3 separate regions of the Hordeum vulgare genome follow, and regions 2 and 3 are each linked to region 1. The links are chromatin contacts, called in public Hi-C maps. All regions are on one chromosome and are shown on one strand. The core of a region is the stretch at or near the end of the contact, and the rest is flanking DNA. Distances in the headings are between cores, read along the strand shown.

Region 1 (2,700 bases), core at 75-2,574:
CGCCCTCCCAATTATTTGACGGTGTCTCTCCATCAAATTGGTAGTGTAACAATAAGGTTTGTTTGTACTTGATATTTTGTAAATGCACTTGGGTGCGATCAGATCTGATTCTCTTTTCAATTAGGTCATATTCAGCTTGTTCTTGAGAAGGGACCAACAGAAAAAATAAATCACATGAGTTGTGGAACATTAACTTTTTATTGTTATGAGTCAAGAATTCAAGATACAGTAATGATTATTTATTTTTTGCTTTAAAAGGCCAATGCGGAGGCTATGCTTCTGAAATTACAGGACAAGACACAAACCAGGAACATCTCCATGTGCTTCAGCAACATGTTCCAACAAGAATGCCCTAGAGTAGTTCCTATGATTTGGCAGTTCCTATGGACAAGGGCCTTCCTCTAGGATGGAACTATTCTTCAATCAAGATTGGCACTCTTCTTCTTAATAATCATAAGTGTAAAACAGTAGAATCGATATCGCAAAATACCATCTGGAGATGCAGCCGTCGCAATACCCCCTCCTGTCACAGCTGGTACACCAAACGGCATTGACACTCCTCCGGCATTGGTGGCAACTCGTCTTCACCTCCGCACAGCCTTGCAGCCCTACATAGGGTCTCCCGACCAGCTCCTGACGTCGTCGACACGAATCAACATGAGCACCCAAAGCAGCGCAAGCCGCAAAAGAAAAGAAAAAGGTAAAACCAACTGACCGCTGCGGTGCGCGAGCCGATAGCATTGTTGAGGGGTGGCCCCCTCCGCACCGCCGGCTCCGCCACGTAGACAGGCTCCCCGACGAGCCTGCCGTAGAAGGGCCTCGCGACAGCCATTGGCAGGTGCAGGGGCAGGTCGGCGTCGGCGTCGGAGTCGCCCTCGTGGGGCGGCGGGTAGGACGCGGCGGCGTAGGAGGGGGAGGACCTGCGGAGCGTGGCGCGTAGCGCGGAGGAGGCGGCGCGCTTCTTGGCCTGGACGTAGTGCTTCTCGCAGACGGTCTTGTCGGGCATGGAGGGGGCGCTGCAGCGCCACTGCTTGCCGTCGGAGCGCTTGCAGCGGAGGTCCTCCGGCACGGCGTCCATCCCCCGGCCCGTCACGCCTAGGACACGGCCATGCGCCGATCCGAGGGGAGGGGAGAGGAGGGGAGGGGGGCTAGGGTTTGGGGAGGAGATCGGGGAGGGAAAAGTGCGTGTAATGGTGGTGGTGGCGATGGTGGTGGCGGTGGCGTATAAGTGGTGGTTGGGCTCCGTGTTGTAATTTGGAGCTTTGTAGTGGGCTGCGCTGCAACAAGTCTCCATCCATCTCCGGCCCTGCCCTGCCCTGGCCTGGTCTCTCTCCTCGCCCGCCTTTCTCCCTCCCTCCCTCCCGAGTCCCGACTGCTGTGCTGTGCTGCTGGTGGTGCTGGAGTAACTTCCCTTCCTATTTGGTGGTGGGTGGTGCCTTTGCCTTTGCCTGCGTGCTCGGGGAAGAGCAGCATCTGGTTGCGCTTGCGCGTGTGTGAGCACCTGCGCAGGGGAAGGAAGACAGGGCGGAGTTACCCAGTCTGCCCCCTGCCTGGTCAGGGTTGCAGGGGGGAGACGGTCTGGTTCGGGGCTCTGCTTGGGTGGGCAGGGCGTGCTCAATGGATGTGGGCGGGAGAAATGGAAAAGGTAGTACGACGATAAATCTTCATCTTTACTATCTACTTCCTCCATATCAAAATACTTAGAACTAGTCTGGTTTTTCTTAACTATAAGTATTTAAGTATAGAAGGAGTAATAATCATGCACGTGTCTCAAATGTTAAGCAAATGAGATGCACGCCAATATAAAAAAAAAATGATCCTCAATATATATGAATTAAATAGATACACAATATTTATGATGTTGCTGGTCTCCAAAACCCAATGTCGTAGGTTCAAATCCTACAAAGCGTGATCCCATCTATCTTATGTCGAGTAGAGTAAAATAACTTAACAAAATTGAATTGTAACTCCAATTTGATTTCATCCAGACCAGAGAGGAGGTCAATAAAAAAATGACTCAATCAAAGATCCAATTGATCCCCACGCCTGTATAAGTTATATTTTCAAAGATGGGACGTCCATGTTGCTGCATAGGGACAATAATATATTCTTTCATTCATTTGGTCTCTCATATGTTGTAAATTTAGAGCATTAAATCAAGTAATCGATTTGTAACGTGCAAGATGCGGCAATTTTCTTATTTGGGGACGAGGCCTCAAAAGGGAAAAGGTCGCATCTAAGCGTTTCGCAAGCAAGATAAACATTGCATTACATAATAGATGGAAGAGTAATAAGATTCGGCTTACACTCGCCACAAGCTAAATTACAGATCCATAAAGTCATACGTATTGCAGACATAAAAAAAACAGGGTCCGACTACGGACAAGATAAACGACAAAAGCCAATGCTATCCCGCCTTGCTAGGCCCATGATCACGACCAAGTGCCTCTAGTCCTCGAGATACGTCACATACACCCTCCCACTATCCTCGTCAAACTCTCACTTCAGTTGGGTATCCTCGGAAGCATTTGTATCTGGGGTACCTGTACCTGTGGGTGGTTGTATTAATCTGTGAGCCACAAGGACTCAGCAATCTCATGACCTTGGTATCGATTCTAACTAAGCCATTAGGTAAGGATGGGGTATGTGTTTGAGTTTGCAGCAACCTAAGCATTTATGGTGGCTAACTTACGTTGGACA
Region 2 (2,700 bases), core at 20-2,519, 620 kb after region 1:
GGCCGGTCTGCCCCTAGCCACCCGATCTGCTATGCCCCGAGCGCTCGCCGCGCCGACCGCCGCGTCGGGGCCGCCCCGCGCTCCGGCACTCAGCTCGCCCCCGGCCGCTCGCCGCCCTGGCCGCCGGTTGGAGCTTCAAGGATGCAGCTCGTCTCCGACGCTCGACGCCTCGGCCGCCCGTCGAAGCACCATGGATGCAGCTCCGCGACTCAGCTCGTCCAGACCGCTCGTCGCGCCGGCTGCCCCGCACTCCGGGACTGAGCTCGCCCGGACCATTCGTTGCCCCCGTCGCTCGTCGGCGCACTCGCCGCTGCTCATGCCCGTCGGTCTTCACCTCATCGGTCGCACCTCACCCCCTGTGTTGCAAACGCTGGAAAAAAAGCTTCAACCCCCAGATGAAAAAGCTTCAACCCTAAATGGAAATAGCTTCAACTGGCACTGCGAATCAGGGAAAGATACATCCGCTGACACCAAATGTTTCAACCTTAGATGAAAAAAGTTTCAACCAAATGATAGAGAGAGCTTTAACCAAGTGCTGCTCAAAAACGAAAAAGGTTTCAAACGTTTACAAAAAAACTTCGACCTTGAAAGCAAAAAGTTTTAACCGTATATAAAAAAGCTTCAACCGTTAAGAAAAAAAGCTTCAACCAAATACTTCAACGAGGGAAAGGTTGCAAACGTTGACAGAAAAAACTTCAACCATAGATGGAAAAAGTTTCAACCGTCGCTTCGGCTGCAACATCTCGCATGGTCACCCTCAGTCACCGCCGTCAGATACGGCGGCTGTCGATGAAGAAGCCGCGGCGCTCGCCGACGACACCTGAGGTTGCGGGAGGAAGGGGGAGAGGAAGGAAGAAGAAGGTAAGGAAAAAAAACTGAAAAAAGAGATGCGATGAGCTAGACACATGCTCCATCTAGGGATCGAACGAACAGCGGAAAACGTTTCCCTTGTTTGAACCGCGTGGTTGTAGTTGCTTTTACCCATCGGGTGGGCGCAGGCTCGTCACCTACTCACGTGACGCCCGGTATGGCGGTCTCCTACCTGGCGCGTCGTGAGAGGCCGGCACGAGGGCCATCCCGCGAGCACAACCCATCGATCTTATCCGCAACGGGGCCCACCTGCGCCCCCGCCAACGCTTTGCAGCCCCGCAAGGAGAGATGTCAGTTTGGGCCCACCTGCATTCCCACAGAGCTCCGTAGACCAGGTTCACAGTTTCGGGAGGAAAGGCCAAGCTGCTCTATAAATAAGCTCCCGCTCGTTTCACTCGCAATCTTCTCCTTCTCTCAGATCCGAAAACTTGGGGAGACTGGTTGTTGGGTGTTCGGATCGGTCCATCCATCTCAGTGGCAGTCTGGTAATTGGAGAGACGAGGTATGGGTCTCCTCGACAAGCTGTGGGATGACACCGTCGCGGGGCCCCAACCGGACACCGGCCTCGGCCGCCTCCGCAAACTCGCCGCCCGCCCCGCCGCCGTCAAGATCAACGGTGACCGCTGCCCGCTAAAAGTCGACTTATAGTTAACCCTCGCCAGATCTTTGTACTATCAATCTGACTAGCTCCTGTGTTGTTGTTTTTTTGTCGCGTTGGGTCATTCAGATGTGGCTCCGGACGCTGCGACGGTGATCCCACCTACGACGCCGGCCAGCGGCGGGGATGCGCCGATGAAAGTTACTCGCAGCATCATGATTAAGCGGCCGGTGGGGTACCCCTCGTCGCCGAGGAGCGCGGCCAGCACGCCGCCAGCCTCCCCGCTAGGATCCACGCCGCCCATCTCCCCGTTCGCCGGCGGCGGTGAGTTCCCGTGCCCCCCATCCAACTTCTCGCATTAACTTTTTTCTTCGTAGGGGGCAGTTCGGTCACTTCTGGACGCCCCGTCGATGTGTGCGACGGGGAATGCTCGGGATGGGTAGCTTTCGTCTATGTGGCTTTTGTCCTCGAGTTCGGAAGAGTCTAGATGAGGCTAGGGACATTTTGGACATTTCTGCCCGGGCAAGTGCTTTAGCTCTCATGTCTCTTTCGTCGGATCATGACTGTATATCATCGTGTTCGATAAGTTACCATTTATGTGGTGCCTTTGAAATGCAGCAGCAACCGGATAAGTGTAACCATCAGGCTGTAAGGTTTGCCTTCCAAGACAAAATAGCGGACGCCTTTCTGTTTGTAGATAGAAGAATAAAAATGGGATACGTTTGAGCTGCTTTTATCTAGTACTCCTTGTGTGCGTGAAGTTGTCAATGGGGGTGTTGGACTGTTGGCCTAATTGAAGCCAGCTCTCCCGACCCCACTTGACGTTCGATAGCGAAGCCAGCAGTGGACCGTTCGTTAAGCCAAGAGCATAGATCTACTAATACTATTTCTAATTGGTCACCAAGTCTTCAGAGTGCACAGAAGAGTTCATACTTCTCCATTCCAAAATACTTGAAGTTCTAGGTTTGTCCTAAGACAATATGTTTGACCAAGTTTGTAGAAAAATATACCAAAATCTTCTACAATACCAAATTAGCTTCATTAGATTATAACATATAATTTTATACTATATATATTTGAGAGTGTAAATATTAGGAAACTTTTCTACACAGTTGGTCAAACTTAAAGAAGTTAGACTTAAGACTTAGAACTCCAAGTATTTTGGAACAAAGGGAGTGTCATGGAAATCTGAATACATATTTTGAATTTGTGCGCTGTGGGTGCAGTTAATT
Region 3 (2,700 bases), core at 199-2,698, 900 kb after region 1:
CTTGTCGTCTTATAGAAAGACGCTCAAGATAACCGGCGTTCAATTCTTCAACACTAGAAGTGTCATAACTTGGAAGCTCCACTTTATCCTTTCCCTTGTTAGGATGATAGCTTCCTCCATGGTGACAAGCTTTGCCAACACATCAGAGAGTCCACGAGCAGTATAACTCGAACCAACGATGGCGACTTCCACATGCTTGTCACAAGAAACATCTGCAATGGGTTCCTGAGGAACGGGCGGATCGGGATCAATTACGAGGTCAGTTTGAACATCCATAGTCGAAGTAGCAACTTTTTTTCGTATAGGATGAGGAGGCAAATCGACTTGGATTTCCTGATGTTTTTCAACACGCTTAGGGGCTTCACGAGCCGTCGTGTCTGGATTTTATGGCTCAACGACTTCAGGGTTAGTAATTGACTCGCCAAGGTTACTTTTCTTGGCCCTCGCCCTACAAAACAAGAGGGTAGGATAAAATATATGCAAACTCAGAGTTTTAGCAAGCAAACATATGATACAAAGAAGGAAAAACTTACCTGTGGTTGATAACAAAGGATGGTAACTTCGTGGCAGATGATTCACCAGATGAAGGGGGTGATTCATGATAATATGAATGAGCGGGATTGAGAGGTTGTTTGAAAATACCAGCCTAATGATAAGACACAGTTGGACTATGAGGCACCTCATCTTGTAGATTGTAAGAAGCTGACTTGTTGGGTAAGCCGGCAACAAGAGTACAGCCCAAGTGCACCTCTTGCCTAATTTGTTATATATGTCGTGTGAACCTTCCAACCTTGCCATATGTGCTTGGGTATTAATGAGATTTGCTTCATGAGATTTTTTTGCATCGTGTCATCATAAGCATCATGTCATCATTCTAGTCTTGCCTCATGCTTGCTTGGTGGTTGATGTGCTATGTGAGAGTGTGGTGATGTGTGCTTGTTAGCGGTGAGTGGGTCTTAGCCCATTTTGTTTTCAAACTATGCGAACCAATTGTTTCTTCAAACTAGGAAAACCCCCTCTTATTCACTTAGTAGCAATGTGTGGTTTAAAAGTTGCTCAATTAAATTCTTAAAAATGTTGCACCTCTCTTAAATATTCCGTTTATAATTGTAAAAGTTAGCTCTCAACCATGTTGAGATATTTTGCTATTACTTCTAGCAAAAGGGATTGCTATAATAAATAAATGTGGGTTTTATTTTGTTGCTCTAAAAATACCAAGTTCATTTTTATAATTAGTTCTTATTGCTGGGAGTCCAAAAGTATTTTTATTTTGGCAAAACCCCTCTCTATTTGTGTTCTATAAATTTTGGATTGTTCTGTTTTTATCAAAAAAAGGAAAACCCCCCTTTTAATCTTTTCTGAGAGAGAGAGCACCCGTAGCCCTCCTGGGCCCTTTCCCCGCTGTACGCGCAACTAGTTGCACAGCCGCAACCCAACTAGCCGCCTGCCGTAGACCAGCTACCCGCTAGAAGGCAACCAGCCCCGTCGTCCCTCTCCTTCTTGTCGGAGACAGCAAGAGAGAGAGAGAGAGCGCGATGTCGTGAGAGCACCGCGGACGTCAAGGTCAGCTCCCTATAAAGCCACGCGCAGCCCCTAGGGCCCACCCTCCTGTCGCGCCGCCGCCATCTCCTCCCTCTCCCTTTATCCTTCCCCGTGCAAAGAGATTCAGAGAGACAGAGAGAAGTTCAGAGAGAGAGAGCAGAAGCCCGCCGGTTGTCTCCGTCGCCGTCGATCGCCTCCGATGGCGCCCGCGTTGCTATCTGCTGTGTCCTTCTGCACGCCGGAGACCCCCTCGGTCCGTTCCCGGTGTTAGGAGGAGAAGCACGCCTCCTCATCGCCGTCCCCAACATCTTCAATGTCGTGGACAGAGTACACTTGCGGCTCTTCTTCCTCGCCCCGGTTGCGTCGCGCATTGCCTCGCCCGCGTCTTCGCGCCTCCCCTCTATGATAATCATGTCCCTATACCCCTCTCTTTCTGTGTTAGGCTCATTGCCGTCGCATTCTGGTCGTCGTATCCGCCATAGCGCTCCACTCCCGAGCCGAGCAGGAGCTCGTGCTCGAGCTCCTCGCTACAGCAGCGTATAGGTGCTAGTAGCCACGGGAACTGGTTCCTCCTACCCCCACAACTCCCGGTAGTAGATCCCCTCTCCAGAGGCTGCCGCCATTGCGCTATAGTCCCCGGAGTCGCCGCGGTTCTGCCACCCGGTGGCGTCACCCCGAGAGGGTCAGCTAAGAGGAGCAGAACCCCTCTTCCGTCACATGCTCGATTTGTAGCGCTGTGGTACTAGCCGCTGTTTTGGCTCCGTAGGTTGTGGGTTCGACCCCCCTCCCCCGTCCGTGTTTCATTTATTTTATCTGTTACTCCCTCCGTCCCAAAATAACTGTCTCAACTTTACACTCTATTGTTTTGGATTCCTGTCAGAATTGGAAACATTCCAAATCTGAATATGCCAGATTCGGTAGTGCCTAGTTTAGTTAAGTTTTGAATTATAAGTCAGATAGGATTGTGGTGCTATTTTCATTTAAAGTTTGTGAACAATTTATGTATAGGAACATATGAGTATGATATATGGATTAGGGGTAGTATTTTCCAAGGAATCTAATGGTGGTGTTGTTCTTTTTTACTTTTGAGCAAGTTTGCAGAAGTGCTATTTTGCGATGAGGTGGCATTTTGTGATTTTTGTAGGTTTTAATTCATAC

What was found. Hi-C and Micro-C count contacts between places; a contact is called where the count stands out from the background.
Region 2: a contact with region 1 is called in a Hi-C map of seedling, with 5 times the contacts expected there. The contact joins the promoter of LOC123448635 here to the promoter of LOC123448633 in region 1. A contact is called at or near these places in 3 of 6 Hi-C or Micro-C datasets (leaf and seedling) and 1 of 1 datasets of contacts at active chromatin or transcription factors (embryo).
Region 3: a Hi-C map of leaf shows a contact between it and region 1, with 2.3 times the contacts expected there. The contact joins the enhancer-like site here to the promoter of LOC123448633 in region 1. A contact is called at or near these places in 2 of 6 Hi-C or Micro-C datasets (leaf and seedling).

What each region holds. Positions count from the first base shown.
Region 1 is chr4H:366,087,697-366,090,396 of MorexV3_pseudomolecules_assembly, forward strand. It overlaps LOC123448633 (lysine-specific demethylase JMJ25-like), which reads right to left and starts at 1,325. Exons shown (of 13, transcript XM_045125595.1): 1 at 716-1,325; 2 at 491-633. The coding sequence starts at 1,294.
Region 2 is chr4H:366,706,010-366,708,709 of MorexV3_pseudomolecules_assembly, forward strand. LOC123448635 (dormancy-associated protein homolog 3) reads left to right here and starts at 1,270. Exons shown (of 3, transcript XM_045125596.1): 1 at 1,270-1,486; 2 at 1,598-1,792. The coding sequence starts at 1,375.
Region 3 is chr4H:366,985,718-366,988,417 of MorexV3_pseudomolecules_assembly, forward strand. No RefSeq gene overlaps it. Among protein-coding and RNA genes, the nearest start is that of LOC123446486, 55 kb to the right of the region's middle. Within about 2 kb of position 1,449, at least 3 of the 3 cell types and tissues checked have open chromatin away from gene starts, as enhancers often do. A contact at or near this core is called in leaf and seedling, where this site is marked.